2 separate regions of the Mus musculus genome follow, and region 2 is linked to region 1. Evidence: chromatin contacts called from public HiChIP or PLAC-seq data. All regions are on one chromosome and are shown on one strand. The core of a region is the stretch at or near the end of the contact, and the rest is flanking DNA. Distances in the headings are between cores, read along the strand shown. Region 1 has its middle 40 kb from the start of Gm33841. Region 2 overlaps Tank (TRAF family member-associated Nf-kappa B activator).

The links. HiChIP or PLAC-seq counts read pairs in DNA pulled down with a chosen protein or histone mark.
Region 2: a contact with region 1 is called in an H3K27ac HiChIP or PLAC-seq map of regulatory T cells, with 2.8 times the contacts expected there. The contact joins two enhancer-like sites. A contact is called at or near these places in 6 of 39 promoter capture datasets (the 3T3-L1 cell line, embryonic stem cells, hippocampal neurons and 2 more), 2 of 15 datasets of contacts at CTCF or cohesin (the G1E-ER4 cell line and the NIH/3T3 cell line), 2 of 484 Hi-C or Micro-C datasets (CD8 T cells and the G1E-ER4 cell line), 1 of 115 datasets of contacts at active chromatin or transcription factors (regulatory T cells) and 2 of 9 other capture datasets (adipose tissue and liver).

Annotation. Positions count from the first base shown.
Region 1 is chr2:61,490,488-61,496,854 of GRCm38.p6, forward strand. No RefSeq gene overlaps it. Among named protein-coding and RNA genes, the nearest start is that of Gm33841, 40 kb to the right of the region's middle. Within about 2 kb of position 3,629, at least 44 of the 459 cell types and tissues checked have an H3K27ac peak or open chromatin away from gene starts, as enhancers often do. A contact at or near this core is called in regulatory T cells, where this site is marked.
Region 2 is chr2:61,628,529-61,634,924 of GRCm38.p6, forward strand. The region is part of intron 4 of Tank (TRAF family member-associated Nf-kappa B activator); the gene reads left to right. Among named protein-coding and RNA genes, the nearest start is that of Tank, 39 kb to the left of the region's middle. Within about 2 kb of position 2,528, at least 14 of the 459 cell types and tissues checked have an H3K27ac peak or open chromatin away from gene starts, as enhancers often do. A contact at or near this core is called in regulatory T cells, where this site is marked.

The DNA.
Region 1 (6,367 bases), core at 2,379-4,878:
CAGGCCAAACATTCAGAGAGATAGATGCAGCTTGGAACATGGGTTGCGCTGAAGTCTGAAGCTAAGTAGGACATGGATCAGAAAGATCTGATACCAGAGGAGACAGGCCAGACATTGCACACTGGTCCTCTGCCCTGCAGGGGGCGCTCCAGATAGACCCACTCCCTGCTCATATCCTAGGTATGTGTCTAAGAGCTGACACAGAAGCTTGTAACTCTAGCTCCTCCGTTACCCTGAGCTCCTCTCGGAACTCTCTAGATCTCAGAAGAACCATTGACTTCTAGGTCCAGGGCTAAAGCCCAGTGAAGTTACAAAGTATATTCATGCCCCGGTAGTCTCAGGCCCCATTCAGAAAGAGCAACCCTCTAGCCTTACTGAAGCCTCTAGAGAAATTACACCTCATGGAAACACGTCGTCATCTAGAAAATGTGTGAGTGTTCACACGCTCCCAGGCTGGCCTTTTCTAAGGCAGGCATCAGTCTAGAAATCCAAAACAGGAAATAGCTAGGTGATGGTCATATGCGTGTGAGCACACACACACACACACACACACACACACACACACAGAGAGAGAGAGAGAGAGAGAGAGAGAGAGAGAGAGACAGAGACAGAGACAGAGACAGAGACAGAGACAGAGACAGAGAGAAACCTATCTTAGTAACATAAAGCAGATGTCAGGAGAAATAGGGGAAATGTTTGAAAAGGTACAGGAGATACAGCCCTCTAACATATGAGGAGACTCTCTGACTCAGTCATCCTCATTGAGGCAATGGAGCTTTCTAACACAGAATATTCTGATTTTAGCGTCCCTCCTGGAGTGCTGAACCCAGTATCAGCGGGATGAATCTGGGCCTGAACCTTGAGGATAAAACCTAGTGTTCCCAATAAAAGCTCCATTACAGAGGGCTCTAGTGCAGAACATAACTCCCTTTCAAGCTGTGTGATTCACTTAGAGATAAGACGGTATCTAAGTCTACACTGCATTTCTATCTAGAGCGTCTATATTCTTACAAAGCATCAGAGAATCGCCACAAAATAAGCAAACAAAACACGAAGTTGTGTGGACCCTGCTTCCACTCCTCGCCTTACATCTAGATGACAAGATTTACATCTTATCGCTAGGCACAGTGACTTCTGAATACACCTTCTTTTTCTTTAAAGTCCTTGTCGGAAATTTAGGCAGCTTACCAGCTTCATCACCAGGACCCAAGACTTTCTAAACCTCAGGGGTTTCAGACTGGAGAGATGGCTCAGCTGTTGAGAGCACTGGCTGGTCTTCCAGAAGACCTGAGTTCAATTCCCAGCAACCACATGGAGGCTTACAATTGTCTGTAACTTCAGTTCCTGGGGATCCAATGCCCTCCTCTGGCCTCTGTGGACACACATGCATTCAGGCACACAGATATACACATTAAATAAATAATACTTTTTTAAAAACCTTCTGGGGTTCATGGTCAGGCAGCTCACACTCTTATAAAACACAACCTGCTAATACAGAAATTCCCCAAACCAAGGCTTATGAATAGAGAACTATACTTACAAATATGTAAGCACAAGACAAGACTCCGTGTCTAGATCAGTAGAATAAAGGTCACTTTGAAAAGATGGAGCAAGATAAGAAAAAGGAAACACAGCAACCAGATGTCCTCTTCCCCTTTCTGTGGTCAGTGCCCATGGCAGTTCTCCTTAGAGCTTTGGTGATAGAAGGTGAATGACAGTAACAGAAAACACCTGTGGGTCCTGCTGTCCTTCCGCACCTCTGGCCCCAGGGGGCGCTCTCCCACAGAGGCACTGGCTCACTATGCTAACAGAATAGCAACACTGTCAGAATGTGGTCAAAACAATCCAAGACAAGAGTAAATTAAGGTCTATGGGCTGTTCGAAGGTTGTGTCTCTGCCCTTCCACCGTTTCTGTGCCCTAAGATGTCAAGGCACTTCCAACCCTCATCACTTTCCTTTCCCTTGAAGTGAATGGGGGGGCTGGGGAGAGTCTTGGCTTTTAGTTTAAGGACCTAGTACTGGAAAAACAACAGTCTATGGAGAGTGGCTCCTCCCACTTACCTCTTGGCCCCTCCCATCTATCACTCAGCTCCTCCCACCTGCCTCTCGGTACCTGCTCCCTGAGCTTTGTATACATACCTCATGTGCCTCACATATATGTAACTATAATGCTCTAGGAGTCAGCCCCTTTAGTTCATCATTTTTAATAGCACAGTTGTATATAATGCCTGTAATCCCAGCACTGGAGAGTCAAGGCCAGATTGGTTACAAAGTAACACTCTTTCAAAAAAAATAATTAAATGTAATAAAAGAGGGAGGAGCCGCATGAGAAGAGGAGAGAGTTCACAGAACTAGCACTTATATTCTGTTTTTGCAGAGGTATATTTGGCTGTTGTGTGAGACATTCTGAGAAAAAAAAAAGAGAGAGAGAGAAGAGAAAAAAAGAAAAAAAAATCGAGGGAAGAGCAGAGACTAGTTTGTTGAAGTGTCTTCTCCACATGTGGTTTTACAGAATCCACATGACATGCAGCTCACTCTCTGAGTATAACTCAGCCCTATAGTGTAAGGACTCAAAATTGGGCTTGTGAGATGGCTCCGCATGTAAAGGCAACTGCGCCAAACTTGACAGCCCCTTTCTGATTCCCAGGACTCACAAGGTGTTAGGAGAGAATTGGTTAAAAATATGTTTGTTCTCTGACTTCCACAGGCATGCCAGGGCATGCGAGCATGCACAAAATTAGCTAATTAATTAATTAACTAATTTAAAAAAAAACACTCAAAATAGCCCGAAGCATAAATGAGATTCCTGTGTTATCAATCACCTGAAAATGTTCATTATAATAGTGAAATGGGAAAATATAGTTGGCGGTTCCCACGGACGTGAACTGTGTCTCTTACCAAAATTCCACTCAAGTCCCTAAATTTCCTAATTCTGTTCTTTTGATCTGGAGAAGGGTTGGTATTTGTTGTTGTTGTTGTTATTTTCTGGCTATTTTCTTCTTGAAAAAATCATAACATGATGAGACACATGGTCACCGAGGGTGTTCATCTGGCTCAGGCACTGTGTTGTTGACAAATGGCCTCTTTCAGCATGAGACAGGGCAGCTTGCTCTGACGGCCTGGACAAAGCATTCGCGTCGTGCCTATCCACAAGAATAAGCTAGAACCCACTTTCAGCACACACAGAACAATGTGTTTCTGTTTCTCTAATTGAGCAAATATATTTTATTTTATTTTTGAGACAGAGGCTTGCCTAGGCTTCTCTTGAAACTGCTACATAGTTGAATGACCTTGAATTCCTAATCCTTCTGCCTCCTCTTGCAAGCGCTATGACATCGCGTGTGGTTGTTACAGAGCCAATTTCTCTACGAACACTTTGGATTCTCATTCAGCAACTGAGCAGTTGTGGTGTTTCTTTACCATCTGAGAATTATAAAGGCCAGCCTCAGATTCCATTTGTCCTGCATGGATTTTCCAGTACTATCACTCAAGCTAAGGAGCAGTTTGTCCCAACAAAAGACAAGCCTCCTGTTAGCCAACCGCTGCCAGATGTTGAGGTGAAGGCGCTAACAGCTGTGCTGACACCAAAGCAAAGTGGTTGGTTTCCTGCCTAATGTAGGGACTGTGCAAGCCCTTTGCAAAGGGGCACCTTGCCAGCCTGCGTGGTATCTTCAGCGAGGCAGACAGGGTTCAAACAGGAATATGCTATTCGACATGCAAATGAAGCCTCATTCTGACATTTTCAAACATAGAAGAGATGCACCTCTAATCCCCCTCTTAGTCATTTTTGATGTTTTGGTTTTCTCTGGCTACCACATTTGCAATCGAGCCAGCAAAGATGGGCTGAGTGATGCTGTGGTCTCCCTTCATCCTGGCTGGCCTGTTCTCAGCCTGACTGCAAAATGCCAAGCAGCAAAGTGCTGGTTTTTCTCCGAGGTAAACAATGACTGACGCATAATCATTGCCCTCTCTTTACACATACAGTGTTCATTGCTGACCTAGGAGAACACCTCCAAAATGCCGGCAGCCTTAGTCTGAAAACCAGTCGAAATCCTCACATTTCCAGGAGACATGCCCCCTCTTGTGGTGGCTTCTCAGTACTGCAGGTCTAGTTTCCTCTGGAATAGAAGGAAGGTAGCCAACAGCTTCCTGCACTTAGACCAGTAAAAATCTTCTTGGCCTTTGAACGCCAGACAAGAATTGAAATCTTGCATTTCTGAGTGCTTATTCAAAGAAATTCTAAACATAAAAAAATGAATCAACATGTAGATAAACATGTTGAAGTCCTAAGTGGCAAGGTACCTTGCTAGTCTCTGAACATAACCTTCTTCCGGTTCATAATATGAGATATTAAATCGTGTGTGATTAAGTGTAATGAATTATATTAAGCAATAATTTTTCATGAAAGTCAACTTATCCTTCTAGAAGATTAAAAATAAAATTTTATGTTTAAGTTTTCAATTTTAAAATCATTCATATCCATTTAGAATAGACATTGCAACTTCCTATTAGAGATTTCTAGAAATCATGAAGAAAAAGAGGACCAGCTTGGTGTTGCAAAGGATATAATCAGTCAACTCTCGGTTTAAAAAAATAATAAGTAGTGATCGTCTCCCAGACAAACCATCCAAGGAGAAAGAATGGACTGTTGCGTGTATTGTACCATTTTATAGCTACAGTGGTTGAAAGAATAACATGTCTTTATACAAGCTTTTACTATAAAGAAACTTTTTAAAGATACCCCCCCCCCAAAGTTAATACATTTATCAGTGTGATGCACAGAATCCGGCAAGGCAAAAATATTTTTTAAGGTTTATTGATTTTTATTTTATGTGTACAAATGTTTTGCCTACATGATATCTGTGCACCACGATCCTGTCTGCTACTCAAGGGGGCCAGAGAGGGCATCGGATCCCCTGGAACTGAAGTTACAGGTCGTTGTGAGAGGTCATGTGGACGCTGGGAATTGAACCCAGGACCTCTGGAAGTGCAGCCAGGGCTCATGACCAGTAAGCCACCTCTCTAGCTCCATAAAGATTTATTTGTTTATTCATTTATTAATTTTAATTTTATGTTCCTTAGTGTCTTGTCTGCATGTATGTGTGTGCATCACATGCATGCATGCCTGGTGCCCTAAGAGGCCAAAAGAGGGCGTCAGCACCCTGGAACTCAAGCCAAAGATTGGTTTCGTGCCATATGAGTGATAGGAACCAAACTGGATCCTCTACAAGAGAAATGAGAACTCCTGTCTGCTGTGCCTGGCTGTGCCAGGCCCTGGGGAAATATTTCACTGCTTCATGTATAGAAAAATTGAGAGGCTAGCTCTGTGACAGAGTGCATGGCTCCGGGTTCGGTTCCCGAAGCCACACGTACATGCGTCATTTCTGTCAGTCAGTTTTCAAAACATATGTTGAGTGCATGACTTGGCTTCCAGACTCCAGGCCACTTCTAGTATGAGAGGAGATGGCTGAGAGCCGGCAATCAAGTCTGTGTCACATGTCTCCTTGTGAAACCAGGTAAACCAACAGTCAAACCATTTAAAAGATAAACAGTTCTCCTTCCTTCTGAGCCCTCTTCTTTCTGAGGCTGCCAAGATTCACACATAAATCCATAATTGTGAGGGATTAAGACGCCGGTAGGTGCTGTTCCAGAAGATTCTGCCTGGACAGCTCAGGGTGGGGTGGGGGTGGGGTACAGCAGCCTGAAGGATGCGTTCCTGCTCAAAGCTCAATGCCAGCACGACTTCCGGTCTTGTTGCTACTCTCCAAGCCATTTGGATTTGCTTATAGCTGAGGGAGTTAATGCGTGCATAAATAAGCTCACCTATAAAACCAGAGTGCAGTGCAGAGGGAGAAATGGGGGGATTCGACTTAGATCGATGTTTTCCAATCCCATTAATTTTTACCCCTTAAATGGCTTTTTCAACTTTTTCCTCTATTCATCCTTTAAAATAAAATGAATCCCTCAATTACTCTCAAATTAAAAAAAAAAAGTACACACAGATGTATGCAACATATCTATGTATACACTACATGTATGCTTGTATTCAAAACCAAAAACAATGGCTTGGACTTTATTCAGTTTTTGCCCCCTGTGAGAATTATACTTAAAGGTCGGATCCAACAAGATCCTGCTTGGGTTTAGAATCAAAGATGTCGTGCATGCTATGGTAAATGCCACTCTTGGTACTGCATATGTCTGAGCTCAAATTGTTGTGAAGTGGGCAAAGCCCACGGCATCAAGCATGGTGCAGTGTCGAACACCAGCGGCTGGTACTGTCCCATTCGCTCATCTCAAAACAAACGTATGAGCTAAAGAGGTGCCTCAGCATTTAAGAGCACTCGCTGCTCTTGCAGAGACCCAAACT
Region 2 (6,396 bases), core at 1,278-3,777, 140 kb after region 1:
AATAGCATGACTTATATTTAAAATAACCCTTAAGCTTCGTCTTTCCTAGTGTTTTTTAAAGATTTATTTGTTGGTGTGTGTCTGTATGTTAGTATGCTCTTTGTATGTATGGGTATATGTGCCTGCTACTTGCTCACAGAACTAGGAGAGAGTACCAAGTGTCCTCCACTATCACTCTCTACCTAATTCATTTGAGGCTTGGTCTTTTCAAAGTTTATTTGTGAGTTTTATGCTTGTGAGTGTTTTGCCTGCATGCCTTCATATGCACCACATGTGTGCCTGCTGCCCATGGAAGTCAGAACTACTGTGTAGGTGCTGGGAATCAAACTTGGGTCCTCTGAAAGAGCAACAAATGAATTTAACTATTGAACCATCCCCCTCCCCCCCAGCCCCAGAAGTGGAGTGTTCGCTGGATCTGGGATGCACATTTTCTGCTAGGTTGAAAGTCAACAAGTCCTAGCCATCCTGTCTCCACCACCCTTAGTGTTGGAGTTATAGATAGATACAGGCACTCTGCTTGCTATTGAGTACTAAGACCAGAACTCCAGTCCTCACAGTGACACATAAGAGCTCTGATGGGCCATCTCTCCAGGCTTCCTACTAGTTTCCCATCCCCCTCGTATCATAAGTACTTAATGAAGTATAGGTTTTAAAAAAGTAAGAAAACTCTAAACTGAGTTAAATAGTACTATAGAAAAATAATCCTAGATTTAAATTGTTTTCTATTTTTTCCTTCAACTTTCTTTGCTTGGCTAGCTTATTTCCAAAGAATTAATAATGCTGCACCAATTGTACTGTATTTGTGGACAGACCATGGAACAAGGTCTAAAGAAATAATCTCTGGGTAAGGAATAATTATAAATTCAGTGACGTATCATCATTATCCTTGTCAGTGACACTAGTGAGATTTATGTGAAAGTCATATTTTAATTCTTTGAATAGCTCATGAATTTCATTTCTTATGTTGTAAGCATTTAATAGAAATAAATTAAACTACGTTTTAAATTTTTCTTTTTCTTTTATGTTATCTTCAATCCACAGGGCTAGCAGAAACTGAATGTTTAGACAAGAAATCTATTCTTTTTACATTCATACTTATTTTTCTTTTTAAAATGTTTTTAATTAAAATGACTTTATCCCTTTCCCTCCTCCTGTTTCTCCCTCCAGCCCTTTCCAACTACCCTCCCCAGAGCCCCTCACAGGCTCCCCTTTCTCAAGTCGATAACCTCTTTTTTCTTGATTATTATTACAGTGTGTGTATGTGTGTGTGTGTGTGTGTGTGTGTGTGTGTGTGTGTGTGTGTGTGTGTGTCTACTTTTTTAGTACATTTTGCTGTTTGTATATATGTGGTTTCAGGGTTGACCATTTGGTTTTGGACAACCAATAAGGGTGCTTATCACTGAGAGAGACTAATGATCCCTCTCTCAATAGTCACTATGTGTTCTTTGTCTAGGGGTGGGACCCCAAGAGATTTCCCTCCCAAGTTAATGTCCATTGATACTGCCATTGTTCTGGCCTTGTTTATGCAGCCATTTCTAGGAGAGATGCTTCACACCTGAATTCTTGGTATTCTGGCTCTTAAAGTTTTCTCACCGACCTCCTGTTATTCTGGTTCTCAAAATTTTCTTCTCTCTTCCATTATGCTTCCTATAGATGAAGGAAGAGTGATGTAGCTGTATCCTTTGGCACTGGGCTCCCCACCATCTGTTAATCTCTGCACTGTGTCCAGTGTGGTTTTCTGTGTTGATTTCCATTTGCTGTAAAGAGAAGCTTCTTGGATTTGGGGTGCTAGCTACACTTGAATATAGATTTAGACTGTAGTAAGGATTTCTCTGGTCTAAGAAGGTAGCAACACTAGATTATTTTCTAAGACCCAAGACCTCACTAGCCCAGAAGCTAGATAGATTTCTAATACCAGGCATGATTTCCCTCCTGTTGTGTGGGCCTTGAGAGTGTTCCATTCACCACAGTAGTTACATATGCTTTACACTGTCATGTAACTAGTTTCTCTAAAGTTACTCAAAAATTAACAGCATAAAAAACAAAAATTATTTTCTCGATTTCTGTGTCAGAAGATTGTTAGACAACTGTTGACTGCCACTGACATGGGGGTGCCACTTATTGCGCCTTTCTGTGTGTCTTGTCAGGATGGTTATTGTCATGGTTCATACGTATTACAGCTGTTTAATTACATCTCTTTTGTAACATCTTTCATAGTGTATTCTGGAACCACAGGAAGGAGACTTTCAGATCTTTACCAGCCTATCAAAAGGAGGGTTTCTTATACCTGGCTCTTGGTTTTTTGTTAGACTGTAGTTCTTGAGCTAATCACAAATGGCTTGGCTTCCTCCAATAAATATGTATATTATGTGCGTGCACATATACTTATGAACCATGTATAACCTTAGGTAAATATAAAATAATACAATTCCTTGATGCTTTCTCAAACAATCTTGGTGTTATGTGTCCTTGTTCCTCCTCCCTCTGTACTAACCACCTCCCTCCCACCCAGTTGGAGGTGTAACCCGCTCCCTGTGCCTCCTCTTCCTGTTTCACATCATCTGTATCCTGCTACCCCTTTACCTCCCCCACACTGTGGTTCCTTGGTTCTTTTGGTTTCTGTAGTTACTCCATGTTTTCTACTCCTTTCTGAGGACTTGATGCTAGGAACCACAGATGAGAGAGAGAGCATGGAGTATTTGTCTTTCTGGGTCTGAGTTGTCTCACTCAGTATAATCTTTTGCTACCCATTTATCTGAAAATCCTGAGTTCCTTTCTTAGAGCTGAAGAGTATGCCATTGTGTATGTGTGCCACTTCTCATTATCCATTGTTTTGTTGAAGGCCATTGAGGTCGTTGCCATTTCCTGGCTATTGTGACTAGGACTGCTCTGAACACTGCTGAGCAAGTGCCTGTGAAGGGGAATGTCAAGTCCTTTTGGCATATGCCAAAGAGTTAGACCAGATCATGTGGAAGATTCATTTTTAGTTCTTTAAGGACTTCCCAAACTGGCTTCCAGAATGACTCTAACAATTTACATCCCTACCGACAGTGAATGAGGGTTCCTCTTCTCTACAGCTTCACCAGAATTTGTTATCAGCTGTTTCGTTAATCTTAGTCATTATAACAGGTAAGATGAAATCTCAAAGTAGTTTTAATTTGCATTTCCCTAATCACCAAGTATGATAAAAAATTTTTGAGGTATGTCTCAGCCAGCTTTATTTTTTCTACTGAGAAATGTTTAGAGCTCTAGCATATTTTTCAGTCGTGTCATTTGTTTGCTTGACTCTTTGTTCTGTTAGTTCTTTGTATACTCTGTATGTTAGTCCTCTGTCAGATGGATACTAGCAGATTCTCTCCTATCTGTGGATGGCTTCTTCCTTGCTTAGTTTTGTGAGGTCTAGTCGTCAATTATTGGTCTTAATTTCTAGGCAAATGGAGTCCCATTCAGAAAGTTCTTTCCTATACCTATGTCCTAGAGGTCTATGTGTGCCCATGCTGTCTTCTAGCAGTTATAGTGTTTTGGGTTTTAAATTTGGAGTCTTTGATCTACTTGTGAATTTGCTATGTATTGATCTGTACTGAATATGTTATAAATAAATTCACTCTTAGCTAATACAGATGAGAAACTGTGACCTAAGAATGGAACTTTGAAATATTTGGTTATATTAGGTGTTTTGATTTTTTCAAAATGAAGAAGTCCACACTTAGTTCCTATTTTGTAAAATCTGCAGGATGAAAGTAGGAAGGCATGGAGGAATGGGTAGGATATAGATAAACTTTAAGGTTTACTTTAATGTGTTGATAATATTTAAAGAAAACAATTAAATAAAACAATTTCTAGAAGTTATATTCCTAATAAGTTGTCTTTGTTTCCCTATGAATTAGTAAGTTAGCAAGAACGCCTTTAACCAGTAAAAGAAGGATTTACTACTACCCACCTACAGTTCTTTTGTCCTTAAGTTTGATGAGTAGCTTGAAGATTAGTTTTCTTTAGACTATTCCTGTTAGAATATGCCAGAGAGGAAAGGCTGTTGGACACTTTGGCAAATTGCACTTGTGTGGCTACCTAGAGAAATGAAACACGAAGCAAAGGAATGAGAGGTAGTTGGGGCAGGGGGACCATTTTAGAAAATTTGACTTTAAGAAACATCAACTTGGGTTGGGGTGTAGCTTTGTGGCTGGGTGCTTGCCTAGTATGTATGCATCCTGGCTTCAGTCTCCAGTACTGTAGTCACTCAACCAATCAATAATATTTAGAGTTCCGCTTGTGTTTGTGCTGTTCTTGTACAGAAAGTATGCAGGACATTCTAAAAAGAAAACATAAAGAGGTCAAGACATCAAGTCTTATCATCAGATGACACTCAGTATTCTTTTTCAGAGTTGAAAGAATGTGCCTATAGTTTAACTCTAATAACTGAGTTTCACATCTTGCTCACCACAGTAGTTACATATGTTTTACACTGTCATATAACTAGTTACTCGAAACTTACTCAGAAACTTAACATCATAGAACAAAAAAATTATTTTCTCAATTTCTATGTGTCAGAAATTCAGGAGTGACTTAGCTGGGTGGTTGTGGCTCACAACCTCTCATGTTGCTGAAATCAAAAGTAGTCAAGGATTATAGACTGAAGGATTATAGACTGAAGGCTTCACTGGTTGGGGGATGCACTTCCAAGATGGCTCACTCACATAGCTTTTGGCAGGAGGCTTTGCCATATGGGTGTCTACTCATAGCCTGGCAGCTAACTCTCCTCAAAGTAAGAGATCCAAGAGTAAAGAGCAAGATGCTTTCTGTGGCCTAGTCATGAGTGTCACGCACCTTTACTTCCACAGTATTCTGGTCTTTAGAAGTATGTTGTCAGTCCTTCCAGGAGCAAGAATCAAAGTCTGGCTTTTAAAGCATCACAAGCATTGTCAATTGGTCTTTTAGGAAAATGCAGGTGGTAGGGGGTAGGGGAGAGGGTTAGTCTCAGCATCAGATGATGACAATTTGTTTCCTGAATCCTGGGATTAAGCTCAGAGGGAGAAATACCGTAAGCTATGATCTTAAGAATTTGAAAAATGATAAAAGAGGATGTTAATGGACAGTGCTTAGAGAACTAAAAAACCGTCACATATTGTTTCTAATTTTTTAAACAACTTTTAAACTTGAAAATATTTATAAATAAACTAATTTATGTGGAAAATGCACCCTCTTCCCTCCCTCCCAGCCCTGGTGTGTGCACATGCATGGAATTTGAGTTCCTTATAAGCTTTGAGCACTCATTTTGCAGCTCAGAGTTCCAAATGCTACCACAGTTCTTCCAAAAACAACATGGTAAAGTTTGTCACAGTTCTGGTACCAACTTCTCTATTACTTTCCTTTCTTTTGCTGTGATAAACACCATGACCAAAAGCAACTTGGAAGAGGAAAGGATTTATTTCATCTTACAGTGCATCCTAAAGGGAAGTCAAGGCAGCAACTCAGGGGAGGAGCCTGGAGGCAGTAACTGAAGCAGAGGCAGTGGAGGAATGCTGCTTATTGGCTTGTTCTCTGTGGCTTGCTCAGGTAGCTTTTTTTTTTTTTTTTTTTTTTTTTTGTGGCATCACCCACAGTGGGTTGGATCCTCCCACATCAGTCACTAAGAAAATGCCCCACAGGCAGGCCAGCGGATGGAGGAAACTCCACACTTGAGAGTCTCTCCTCCCAGATGACTCTAGTACATGCCAAACTGGCAGAAAACAACTAGACATATCCCTTCAGTTTTTGTGTGGGTCGTGCTTGAAAACAATATGAAGCTCACAACCATTAAGCTTCCTGGCCTTTTGTAGTTTATAAAATATTAGGTTAACAGGTCTAGGTCTTGGATGGCATCTTCATGCTTGCCCTGTGTGCATTGACAAACTCTGAGCTTCTGGTTGATTTCCAACTTAGACATATCTAGATAAGTGCTGGGCCCTGGGCCTTCCTTCACTACTTTAGACATTATTTTCTGTTGCTAGTCTCTTAAACTGCACTTTTTTTCTTGTTTAAGTTGCAGTATATTATATATAGTCCAGATTTTGTATCAAGAGAGCATAACATACAGATAGATGACAAACATTTAAACAAATTAACATTTATCATTTAAATAAAACTTAAATTTTAGACTTTTCATCAAGTCATTAATCACAAAGGTATTTCTACAGTAAAGTTATATCTAATATATATCATCTAAACATACTACTATATGTAACTTTGCTAAGAATTTGCAATGGAATTGACTGAAATGTTAAAACCATTGCTCCTGTGTCCTGTTAGTGCTCACTTGCCTTTCCCTCTTCTAATATACAGAAATGGGAGTTGTGCTTAGTAAACAGCAGTACATACCAACTTGGGGCTTATAAAAAACTAAAGGAAAATGTGTTTTAT